2 separate regions of the Sus scrofa genome follow, and region 2 is linked to region 1. The links are chromatin contacts, called in public promoter capture Hi-C maps. All regions are on one chromosome and are shown on one strand. Each heading gives the region's core, a stretch centred on a gene start, on an enhancer-like site or on the middle of the called end of the contact. The rest is flanking DNA. Distances are from core to core; before and after follow the strand shown. Region 1 holds the start of EEF1B2 (eukaryotic translation elongation factor 1 beta 2). Region 2 holds the start of LOC102167165.

Region 1 (6,108 bases), core at 1,524-4,023:
ACATTTAACAATGTCCAGACAACTTATCTGTTGTCACGACTACAATACTCAGAAGAGTCTCCTATAATCAAGAATTGTCTAGAGTGTCAACAGTGTTGAATATGAGAAACCCTCTCTCAAAGATTTGCTGATTACTGAAATAAATGGAAATAATGGAAGTAGATCATATAACACCAACTGACATACATAAAAAACAGACAGAAAAGTTATCCTTTCAGAGTTTTTTATCCATTCACTTGATGGTATTGGCTAAGCAATGAACTTACTACTTGATTATATGGGCTAAGCATCTAACTTTTCATTTGGAACTCTTGAAAATGCAAATTATGTGATCGGAATGTATCACATAAAGAATTTCAAAGGTTAAAGGAGGGGGAAAATAGTACATATATATAAGTTTTAAGCATAGGGTTTCAGGTACCTATTACAGATAGTATATAACAGGAAATTTCATTAGTTCAAGCTTCAATAACTCATGAAATTCATTAATTCAGAATTTATGATATTGAACTTACAGACATTTGTCACCTTCTAGTGAGTGGCTTTTTGGTAAATCAGAGTCTCTGCTTCCTTATCTAAAGAAGAAAGCAATCCTAGGCTAGGTATTATCAGTAGGCGGCTCAATAAATACCAGTAGAAGCTGAACTCAATCAATTAGGCAGTACTACCCACTGAAAATCAGTTTTAAAGTGCTTTTTTTCCTTTGTGCTCCTTCTCTTTCCTATTGGCACACACTATATATGTGTCTTTATTATTCCACCTACTAAACTACAGGTTAGTAAACAACTTCAGTACCTACTAAACTATAGGCTCCTTGAAAAGGAAGGGTGCACTTTGGTCATCTTCCTTTTCTGAAGACCTAGCATGGTGCCCTTGAGAAAATAATCATCAAATAGAGTTGACCATTAAACAATATAGGTTTGAACTTTGCAGGTCCACTTATAGGTGAATTTTTTTTCAATAGTAAATACTATAGGAGTTCCCATCATGGCTCAGCGGTTAACAATCCAACTAGGAACCATGAGGTTGCGGGTTCAATCCCTGGCCTTGCTCAGTGGGTTAAGGATTCGGCGTTACTGTGAGCTATGGTGTAGGTTGCAGATGCAGCTCGGATCCCACGTTGCTGTGGCTCTGGCATAGCCTGGACCCCTAGCCTGGGAACCTCCATGTGGCACGGGAGGGGCCCAAGAAATGGCAAAAAGACAAAAAAAAAAAAAGTAAATAATACAATTACAAGATCTGAGGTTTGTTGAAACCTCACACCCAAACCGTGGATACTGTCACATTTCACAGTGACCCATTTATATGGCATTCTCAGCTTAGACTGCATAAGAGGAAATACATGTAGTGAAATGTTGAGGAAAAAAAAAGTGGATATCACCAAATTCCAGAATATGCAGAATCTGTCCTATTAAAATATATTGATATGAAGGTAAAAATGAATTTGCTGAATTAGAGTAATGACAGATTCAAATTCAAAAATCAGTATTTCATACAACGATGTAAAAACGCTGGAAGACTTTTTTGACCAGCCCAGCTAAAATGTCCTAACTACTCCCCAGTCATATCACCATTTAATTCTTCTTAGTAGATTCATTTCTGGCTTATAGTGGGCGATCAATAACTGTCTGCTAAATGAACTCTATCTCCACTCTCTGGCCATAACTTAATGTCACTTCTCTGCTATTAAAGAATGCAGGTGTTCTGGCAAACGCATAACACCCCGCTTAAAGATGCACATACAACTCGGTGGAAAAAAAGGACATTCCATAAAAAACTAATTTGCTGTTTATTCATCAGAAACAGTTCACCGTTACATTTCCTACACCCTCAATTCGTATTTGAGCAGAGTCGTCTCTGATACACGATTTTACAGTACATGTACTAGTTCCCCCAAACTTTTAAACAACGTAGCTTTTTGTTATTCGCACTGCAACCTTGGGACAAATTTTAAAATGTCCTTTTCTTCAGTTTCCCCACCAGTGAAAGAGTTAATAAGTGTTATCCAATCCATAAACATAACCAAATAATAAGAGGCATGTACGGTTGCTAAGGCAACAGCAACGAAAGATGCACTGTACCAGGTTTTGTGCTAATTTGGTGGAAAATGCTCCGTCTTTAGGCCCATGTCACTTGGCACAGGTCCTCTCTCGGGGAACAATACGGCCTTCTCTCCAGGTAGAGGACTGTCCTGCATTCCCTTGCAGAAGGAAGGTCACCCACAAGGCTGCATTCGGGTTAGCGCTCCCCCCGGGCCTCCAGACCTCTCCTCCTCTCTGTTCCATCATACCAGAAACCTTGACTAACAGACCTCACCTGCCGGCTTTCTGAGGGTTCCCCAGGAGGCAGGGTGGAACGGGGTACCCAGTCAAGGACAAGAGGAGAAATGAGTCGGTTGGACCAAAGGAAAGAGTCTCATCAAGGAACAAACTCCGAGGGCCAAGGTACCTCAGCCTTCTCACCCAAACACGACCTCACCTTTTCCCTGGAGCCGCCGAGGATGGCTGCTCTGCAGAACCGTCTACACCGCAACGACCCCTTCAAAGGCCGATTTGCTTATTCAATATGGCGGCCTCGGGCATCTCCGTCAGCCAGTCCTGCAAGAACGGAAAGCCGGGAGGGACCAGAAACCCCAGTTCAACAACTTCCCGCGTAGATTGAGTTCAGCAACTTCCGTCAGTTTGACAGAGGGCGGGGCGGAGGGCGTTGCAGCCGGGAGCGGGGGCGGGGTAGAAGGGTTGGCTCAGACCTGCAGTTCCGCCGGAAGTGGCCTGGCGGCCCAGGCCGAACGTCTTCGGTCATCTCCGGTGCTTCAAAAGGCTCTTCTTGTAATCTTCCGAAGCCCTTGGCGATAGTAATTTGAGAAATATCCATTTTATTAATGATTTGCAAACACAGAGAAATACCGGTGGGCAATCTGTCGGCCTATTTCAGAGCCCTTGATTTTTACATTGTGGAAGCGTAAAGTGCTTTAACCTTTAACCTCTAACCTCCGGCCAGGGGCATCGGAGAGAAACGCCTCCGTCTCTATATAAGGAATTTCCGGGCTTTTTGCGGCCTTTTTCCTCTTAGCGTTAGGCTCCCTCGCCTGCGCTCCTTTTTTCCTCCGCTGCGGCCCAGTTCCCAGATCGACAATCGCCATGGGTTTTGGAGACTTGAAAAGCCCCGCCGGCCTCCAGGTGCTCAACGACTACCTGGCAGACAAGAGCTACATCGAGGGGTGAGCGGACCGGCAGGGGCGGCCGGGTGCGGTGGGGCCACGTGGCGCGGCCTCGGCTGCTGCTGGAGGAAAGGAAGCCTGGACCCAGGGCTCTCCCGGGGGAAGGGGCTGCAGAGAGAGAAGGGTTAAAGAGGTGCTTTCTTTTCGATTACTTGATTCAACTAGGTTTTTCTGCGTTTTGCTCAGTTAACAGATGGAAGCCTGTAGACATGGCGTTAGTGATTGCAATTTCCGAGGTCTACTAAGTGTCAGGCATGTCTCAGGATAGCGCGGAGAACTGAGTAGATAATCCCTGATCCTAAGGAGCTTTTTTTTTTCTCCTTTTCTCAAATAGCTAAAGCACCTTAGGGCCCCCTAACAAATGGGCGCGTTCTCATTCAATAATTTGAGGGTCGTAGCGTTTGTCATTTATTTGCTGGTGTTCGTAGCTTTTTTTTTTTTTTTTTTTTTTTTTGAGGTGTGTATAACTAGTTTTGTATCATGGACAGGTATGTGCCATCACAAGCAGATGTGGCAGTTTTTGAAGCAGTCTCCGGCCCACCACCTGCTGACTTGTGTCATGCCCTACGTTGGTATAATCACATCAAATCTTATGAAAAAGAAAAGGCCAGGTAAAATTATCTTTGTGTTCATCTGAAGAATGGACTGATTTTAAGGTTAAACTTGGGATTTTCGCGTGACAAATTAGGATTCTGGCGACTTCATGTTTGTTGGGATATTGTAAGCTAAATTTCTGTGACTTTAGAAGACCAAGAGACTGGAATTCTCCATTTTTTCATGTAACAGGTAGGACATGAACAATTTTGATAAAAAGCAAATCAGGTGAAATGGAAAGTTTTACTCAAGCCACAATGAGAATTACAACTTGTGAAAAGCCCCTCAGAAACATCTGAGAACTGTTCCACCCATAGAAGTTCTTGAGATAGGGCCGTATGTTGAATGACATGTTACTAACAGTTTATACAATCCAAATCTACAGGTGCAAAGCAAATAGTTTGTTGTGGGTCATGGTGGCCCAAGATTAGGAAAGAATGTTACCTGTAAGGAGGCTTGGTTAATGCAGATGCACAGTATACATAAAAGGGGAGAGAGGAGGCACAAACTGGGGAGAGAAAATTTTTATGTTTAATTATTTATTGTCTTGCCATTAGATATGATTTTACTTCAACAATAGCAATTTAGCTTTTCCCCACATTACCCTGCTAATGCGTCTAACCCTGATCTGGGGGACTCACCTCTGGGTTAGCAGGTGGCTCATTCTTTTAGTCCTTTGCCTTTCTTCTGAAACTGCTAACAAGAATGGAGTGGGGGTGGGGGAGTGAGCTCCAGTCCACTGAGTGTGCTTAATGAAACCTCAAACAGAAATACTCATCCTAAAAGCAAACCATTGTGCATATTGAATATGACATGTCACGTGCTGTTAATGTTTGAGTGAGGACCTAAAACATGCACAGGTATTTACATGGGAGCGTTGAAGGGTAAGTTCTCAGTACAAAAGGGACCGGTTGATAAGTTGTAATGAAAACAAGTTCTCATGTATTGTCTAAAAAGGGGTATCATGGAGTTCCTGTTGTGGCTCAGTCATTAACAAATCCGACTAGGAACCATGAGGTTGCGGTTCCATCGCTGGCCTTGCTTAGTGGGTTAAGGATCCGGCATTGCCGTGAGCTGTGGTGTAGGTTGCAGACGCGGCTTGGATCCCATGTTGCTGTGGCTGTGGTATAAGCCCGCAGCACAGCTCCGATTTGATCTCTAGCTTGGGAACCTCCATATGCTGCAGGAGTAGCCCTAGAAAAGGCAGAACGACAAAAAATAAATAAATAAAGGGGGATATCATACCATCCTAACAGTTGATTAATTTTTTTAAGCCTGCCAGGAGTGAAGAAAGCTTTGGGCAAGTATGGCCCTGCCAATGTGGAAGACACCACAGAAAGTGGAGCTACAGACAGTAAAGATGATGATGACATTGACCTCTTTGGATCCGATGATGAGGAGGTATGGCATAAATTGACATGTGTGTGTGTCAGTGTGCTTAAGCACAGTCTCTGTAGCCAGAATGGCTGGGGTCGAATCCCAGCTTCCCTTTATTACCTGCCTTTTGAAAATCCTCACTAGCTACATGATGAATAAAATCAAATCACCATCTTTCGGCTGAGCTCCTGATGGATTTGCTTTTTTCTGATAAAGCTGGTCTTTGTGATGATCCCATCAGCTTTAAGGCGGGGAACAACCAGCTTTGTGAAATATATTAAATTTATTCTTCACAGGAAAGTGAAGAAGCTAAGAGGCTAAGAGAAGAACGCCTTGCACAGTATGAGTCAAAGAAAGCCAAAAGTAGGTCATTTTATAATTTGTATATAACTTAATTCTTTTCGTAATAACATGAATAATCTTTTCCAAAGATTGATTCCCAAAGTTTCCTCCACATTCCTTGAATACATATTTCAATATCTTCTTTTGAGGCAGAGCTTCAAAACTTCCACAGCTACTGGTCTGCAGCTGTTCGCATGGTAGCAACTGCAGCATTCCTCTGTGGGAAAAAAACTGTTACACAACTAAACACCTCTTTCTTAGCCAAACAGAAAGTGGGCATGTGTGTGACAAACACAAGATGTATTTTCTATAACTATATGGCTGAGGAGAGGATCCATTTAGAGACATTAAGATTCCATTAAGCACCTTGGAGTAGGGTAAAAATAGTAGAGCAGAGGTATTTGAATAATGTTGTTTCTTACACTTTTTAGAACCAGCACTTGTTGCCAAGTCTTCCATCTTATTAGACGTGAAACCTTGGGATGATGAGACAGATATGGCAAAACTAGAGGAGTGCGTCAGAAGCATTCAAGCAGATGGCTTGGTCTGGGGCTCTTGTGAGTTTAATCTTTGCT
Region 2 (6,108 bases), core at 1,347-3,846, 1.3 Mb after region 1:
GGCATATGGAGAGTCCCAGGCTAGGGGTCTAATTGGAGCCACCGGCCTACGCCAGAGCCACAGCAACGCAGGATCCAAGCCGCGTCTGCGATCTACACCACAGCTCATGGCAACGCCGGATCCTTAACCCACTGAGCAAGGCCAGGGATGGAACCCGCAACCTCATGGTTCCTAGTCGGATTCGTTAACCACTGCACCACGATGGGAACTCCTCTTAGGTTTCTGAAGAGAGTAGATGGATAGGATACCCTTTACTGATCCAAAGGCTATGGAAGGAGAGTTTGGAAGGAATATGATATACAGGTTGAGTCTGACATGCCCCAGTCACCCAGATCAAAGTGTAGCAAAGGCAGTTAGAAACATGAATCTACAGCTCAAGAGCAAGATCTCAGCTTGAGTATGAGTTGGACAGTTTTTGGCAGAGGGCATTTGAAGATACTGGAAAAGGATGAGATCTCTAGGAAAGTGCGTATGGTGGGTCTCAAGAAGAGTGCTCAGCTTAGCAGGATTGCCGTATTGAGGAGGTGGCTAAAGGAGAGGCTGTCTGTTTAAAAAAAAAAAAAAAAAAAAAAAAAGAGGTAAAAGGAAAAACTATAAGAGTGGAGGGAAGAGCACATTTGGAGGAGAGAATGGGCAATCGTATAAAAATGCCAGAATGAGGTCTTGAAGATGATGACTGACGCTTGTCTGGGAAAATTCAGAGCTGCTTCAAGGGTGTGGTAACAACAGAAGCTAGACTGGAGAGGAGTGGGACATGAGAGAACGCCCATGGGATAAGAGACAATTGCGTGTGGAGAGGGAGTTAAGGAGAGGTATCTTAAAGAAATGAGAGACTTAGCCTCGTTCAAGTACTAGACAGAAATGCCAATAGAGAAGGAAAGGTTGACAATAACGCAAGGAAAGGGGAGTATTCTTCAGCCCAAAGAGAGTGCAGGAGGGGCTCTAGAGTACCAGGCTAGGGAACTCTCACAGGAAGTCAGTACGGGGCGGGGCCTAGATTTGGATACTCTCTTGCTTCCTGAAAGATGTTTGCTTTAAGAGCCAGAAAGAGCTATAACAGACATGAAACCCCGGGGAGAGAACTGCCGGTTTCAATAAAAAAAAGGATAATGGAAAGTCAGTATCATGGTCTCGGGTGACCTCTGCGAGAGCAGTTTCAGTAGCTTCGAGGCAACGGCAACGGAAGTCACGCTGCCGGTTTAGAGAGGGAGTAGGTGGCGAAGAAAAGGGTGCAGCGGGTGCAAACCAGCGCCGGAGAAAACGGGTTGTGAAAAGACAGCGACACGGGATGGTGCGGGGCGGGGCGGGGAGGAAGGGAAGACATTCCGAGAGTGTTAAAGAGCAACCTCGGTCAGAGCAGGTCATAGCTAGGAGGCCAAAGATGTGACCGACGGGCCTGGCCACCCTCGCTGCCGCGCTAAACCCCGCCAGGCGCGCGAAGTCCCAGAGCTTCTGCCCCCCGAAACAGAATAGCCCCACTGGCGGCCGCCAGGTTTCTCACTGGATTCTCAGAGCAGAGCCAGCCAGCCTGCCCACAGAGAGGGAAAACCCTCCCCACCAGGACCCACGACGCCCGTGGGCAGGACCGGGTCAGCGCCGCGGCCTTGAGGCCCATCGCCCGGCCGAGGCCCCAGGGGTCAGGGGCGACCGCAGAGCCGCAGCAGCCTTCCTCCCCGCCTCGCAGGACTGCGGACCCGGAGCTGCGTCACCCTCGTCCCGGCAGCGTCTGAAAGTCCCCGAGCCGGCGGTGCTCCGAAGCCCAGACCCGGCTCGCCGTAGCCGCCCTAGAACCCGCCGCTTACCGCCGAAAGGCAGCCGGCGCGGGGGTTTCCAACAAGCCGTCGACACCCCTCGGGAATTCCCCACCCGGCCACACACAAGCCCAACTTCTTCCTGCAAATTTCCGCAGCCGGTTTTATCCGTCTATACCCAGCGAGGAGACGTAGACCACTCCTCCCCACCCTGCCGCCCGCCCCAGCCCACCTTCTCCTTCCCTCATCCCGCGGAACCCCTCCGCCGCGCCCGAGGGAACCCGAAGGTCTTCGGCAAGTTCCGCCTCCAGAGCGGAGGGCGGGGCCGCTCGAGCTCCACCGGGCCGAGCTCGGCTGTTTCCGTGCGCGGCCGCTGCGCACTCGGCACTGGGCGGCGCTGGCTGGCTCCCTGGCTGCGAGTCCTCAGTCGGCGGCGGCTGCTGCTGCCTGTGGCCCGGGCGGCTGGGAGAAGCGGAGTGTTGGTGAGTGACGCGGCGGAGGTGTAGTTTGACGCGGTGTGTTACGTGGGGGAGAGAATAAAACTCCAGCGAGATCCGGGCCGCGAACGAAAGCAGTGACGGAGGAGCTTGTACCACCGGTAAGAGGAGCAGGAGGAGGAGGCAGGAGCCGGAGAGAGCCGGGGGGACGGAGGGGGGACGGGGAGGCGCCGGACACCCGCGCTCGGGGCCTTCCCCTCGCAGGAGGGGCCGCGGTAAAGATGGAGCCTCCGCCCGAGCCCCACACCATCGCCGCCGCTCGCAGCGAACAAAGAATAATGGCGGCGGACTGGAGCCAGCGGCGGCCGGGGCGGCAGCGACTCTGCCTGCAGCCAGCGGCGGCGCTCATGGCGGGGGGCGGCGGGCGGGGTGGGAGCCGGCGGCCGGGGGTGTGTGCGGGCGGCCGGCCGCGGAAAGCTGGCGCCCGCGTTCCCGCCGCCGCCGCCGCCGCCGCCGGGCCGGGCGCGGAGCCGGGAGCCCGGAGCCCGGAGTCGCCCCGGGGGAGGCCGCCCGCGGGCCCGGCCCGGCCCGGCAATGCCCACCGCGCCGCTCGCCGGCCCCCGCCGCCCGCCTCGCCCCCGGCCCAGCCTGACCCGGCCCGCTGTCCGCCGGGGCAGCGCGCCGGGGTGCCCGCGGGGGGTGGAGGAGGAAGAAGGCGACAGTTGAGGGCAGAGGAGGTGAAGGTGCCTGCCTTCCTGGTCGCCTCCGTGTCTGCCATGCCCGCTTCGCGAGGGGAAGCGCTGCTGCGTCTGACCTACTCTCCTCTCCACTCTCTTTGTGCAATAAAGTTCGAAACCCAAGGTTTCCTCTCGTACTGTATTTTATTCACGCCTTTTCCCTCGGCTCCCACCCCACTGGGAAAATGCTGTTTTCTGTGCTTTTCTGCTTAGATGAGGCGATGAGAACTCGCGCTTTTTAAGATAATTTTTGACTCTTTGCTCACCCTCTTTTTTTTTTTTTTAAGTTAGTAGTCATGGAAATGCATTCTTTGGGGGAGGAAGGGGGTGCTAAGAAAAACATATTTGTAATAACTTTTTAAAAACTGTTGGGATCTTGTAAAAGGGAAGCTGATGTTTGAGAACAAGTTTCGGTTTTAACCCTTTTCAATAAGGTTAATGCTCACTTGAGAGCTATCATTCTGAAACACTTCGTTGAAACGAATATTAGGCGATGTACTTTTGTTTTACATCACTTTTTTTTTTTTTTTTTTGGCCTGACGTGCCTTTGGCGTTGGGTCTTCAAGATCTACCCTCGAACCCCTACCGTGTTTCTCACGCAAATAAGAGATTGGTTAATACTAATTCTAAAAATAGGTATCTAAAAGTATCCATTATCTGTCTCCTGTACTAGGTAACCCCAGCCTCAGACCGACAATAATTTAAACCACAAGATTTATTTTTTCTTTGCCTGTTAGGGAAAAGGGACAGCAGAAAAGTCATTGACACATCAAAGATTAAAAGACAATTTTTAAAGGACCAGAGATATGACCTATTTAAGTTTGTCTTACTTCCCTTCTTGAGAAGTTAGAATTTCGTGCTAGCCTTAGCTTGCTTCATTTCTGCCTTCTTAAAGTTAAGTATAAAAGATGCTTTTCGTCGCCAGCTATTGAAATCTTTTACACTCATTTCCTAATTTGAAAGTAAAGCCAAAATGGTTATTTTAGGTGGTACAAAAGACGAGCTCGGATTTGTTTTCAAAATATCTGTCACAGTGTGATAGAATTGTGATTGATACAAGGTTTCTTGTTAGGAATAAATATTGTTAGTAGAAGCACTGTCTTCTGATTTTCTCTATCCAAGTCACTTTTGCAAAACCTGCCTTGCTGTATTGCAAGTCTTTAAAAAACCACATTAACATTTTGTCATTGCCAAGAAACTTGATTAAGAAGATATAATAAAGAGTTTTCCCATAGGATTGGAAAGATGTTTTATTTCCAAACACTGAGGAAATTATAGGATTGATGATACTGTAGATTACTGGTTTTCCTTAAGAATTTTTCTGCAAATCCGCATAACTTGGGAAGAATTTTTTTCCCTTTAGAGAGACAATGACTCTGATTTTGTGAAAGTTTTAAAAAATGTTTTCCGATGGGCTTTTTTCTTCAGTCTTATCCAAAAGATCTTTTAAATTTTATTTATAAATTCATAATCTGTAATTCTTAGCAATCTCAGGTTAGATTCAAACTTGTGTATTCTTTAATATTTGAATATTCATTTGTAGCTTGGTACTAAGTTGTACTTTTGTTCCCTTCCAGGGGCTAGCAAAAATTACAGTTAAATCTGCTTAAACCTTTTTTCTTTCTTTTTAATGGACATATTTAGAAAAGCATTGAGTCTGACACAGATTGAAAAATGTTAAAGGGACACTTCTTATGAAATTTAAAATTTCAGTGTTACCCCTTTTGAATTTTTTTTCCGCCGCATAAGGACCTAAGGAAACTTAGAAACCTGATTCATAAAATAGCACCTTCCTTTTTCTCCTTTCTGAAATTTATATTATTGATTAGATCTGATTAATAGAAAATGTTTCTTCATAGAGAAGTAGCTTTATTTTGTCTTTCAATCTTAGATATTGAATTTTGTTTTGGTAATAGTAAAACCAAATATATATCCCCCACTTTACTTCATTTGAAAAATCTTTCTACCTTTTTTACACAGTAGAAAAAAATGATTTACTTGTAATCTAATGCTTAAAATGTATCACTGAAATTTATAATTTCATTTATTCTATAAATATCTTACCAGGTGTAGTTAAATAGACTTGTTTATAGCCACCCTGAGACCTAATCTTGTAAGCATATCTTTCTTGTGTATAGTGTCACTTCCAGTGACCTCTCCTTTATTGAGTTAGAGCCCAAATCTGAATTTAAGGATATAGTAGATAGGGAATGGAAAAAAATGAAAGAATCTTACTCCTGTATACTCATTTTTGCATTATCACTTGTGACACAATTTGTTAGCACTTACTGTGACAGAGAATGTAGTTAATGGAAAGAGTATTGGGTTTGGAATCACAGGCCTGGGTTTGAATCCTGCTAGGCCTCTGCTATTTTGTGCCTACACTCAAGGAATTTTGGGACTTACCGGAGGTCTGGACCCCTCTCAGCCTTAGTTTCCTTATCTGTTAAATTAGAATAATACCAGCTACTTTGTAGGATTGAGAGAGAATTATAGGACTTCCTTGGGGATTCAGTTAATGACAGCTATTCATTTTTAAGCTTTAACTTCCTAGCTGTGGAAGCTTGGGCAAGTTTCTTCTCCATACCTGAGGTTCCTTGGTTGTAAGTGTATAGTATCTGTCTCATACAAATGTGGGAATTAAATATAAGTGGAAACATATTAAATGCCTGGTTCAAGTGCTCAACAAATGGGCCAGAAACTGCAGTGAATCCAAAGATGAACTACACTGTTGTGTTTCTACCCTCAAGGAACTTTGGGGGACATAATAACTAATAAGGCAGAATATATAAGCAGTCAAAGAAAAGAAATCACACTTGATGAAGATGGAAGAAAGGAGCATTATGTTTTTATATTTCCAATTTTATTTTTTAGTAAGTTCATTCAGATTCTCCGTAATTCAAAATGTAAAATATAAACGGGCAAAAAGTCCTGGGTTTTACCCCCACCCCCCAGTCATCCAAGTGTTACCAATTTCTTATGTGTCCTTTCAGAGATACTCTGTTTATACACAAGCAAATATGTTTGTGCTCTCCTCCCCAACCCCCTTTTTATTTTACAAATGGTAGTGTGCTGTATACACTCCTATATCTTCACTTCATATGGCTTAGTATTTGGTTTGTGTCAGTGCATAAAGATCTTCATTCTTTTAAATCATTTGGATGTACCTGTTAAGCAATTAGT

Evidence for each region. Promoter capture Hi-C pulls out the DNA fragments that hold promoters and counts their contacts.
Region 2: a contact with region 1 is called in a promoter capture Hi-C map of liver, with 3 times the contacts expected there. The contact joins the promoter of LOC102167165 here to the promoter of EEF1B2 in region 1. A contact is called at or near these places in 2 of 5 promoter capture datasets (fetal skeletal muscle and liver) and 1 of 2 datasets of contacts at active chromatin or transcription factors (alveolar macrophages).

Annotation. Positions count from the first base shown.
Region 1 is chr15:109,449,128-109,455,235 of Sscrofa11.1, forward strand. EEF1B2 (eukaryotic translation elongation factor 1 beta 2) reads left to right here and starts at 2,774. Exons shown (of 6, transcript NM_001243524.1): 1 at 2,774-3,220; 2 at 3,709-3,831; 3 at 5,089-5,215; 4 at 5,488-5,554; 5 at 5,965-6,090. The coding sequence starts at 3,141. It overlaps NDUFS1 (NADH-ubiquinone oxidoreductase 75 kDa subunit, mitochondrial), which reads right to left and starts at 2,686. Exons shown (of 19, transcript XM_003133603.5): 1 at 2,479-2,686.
Region 2 is chr15:110,703,428-110,709,535 of Sscrofa11.1, forward strand. It overlaps LOC102167165, which reads right to left and starts at 2,597. Exons shown (of 3, transcript XM_021074736.1): 1 at 2,399-2,597; 2 at 1,984-2,337. The coding sequence starts at 2,597. It overlaps CREB1 (cyclic AMP-responsive element-binding protein 1), which reads left to right and starts at 2,121. Exons shown (of 9, transcript XR_002339130.1): 1 at 2,121-2,349.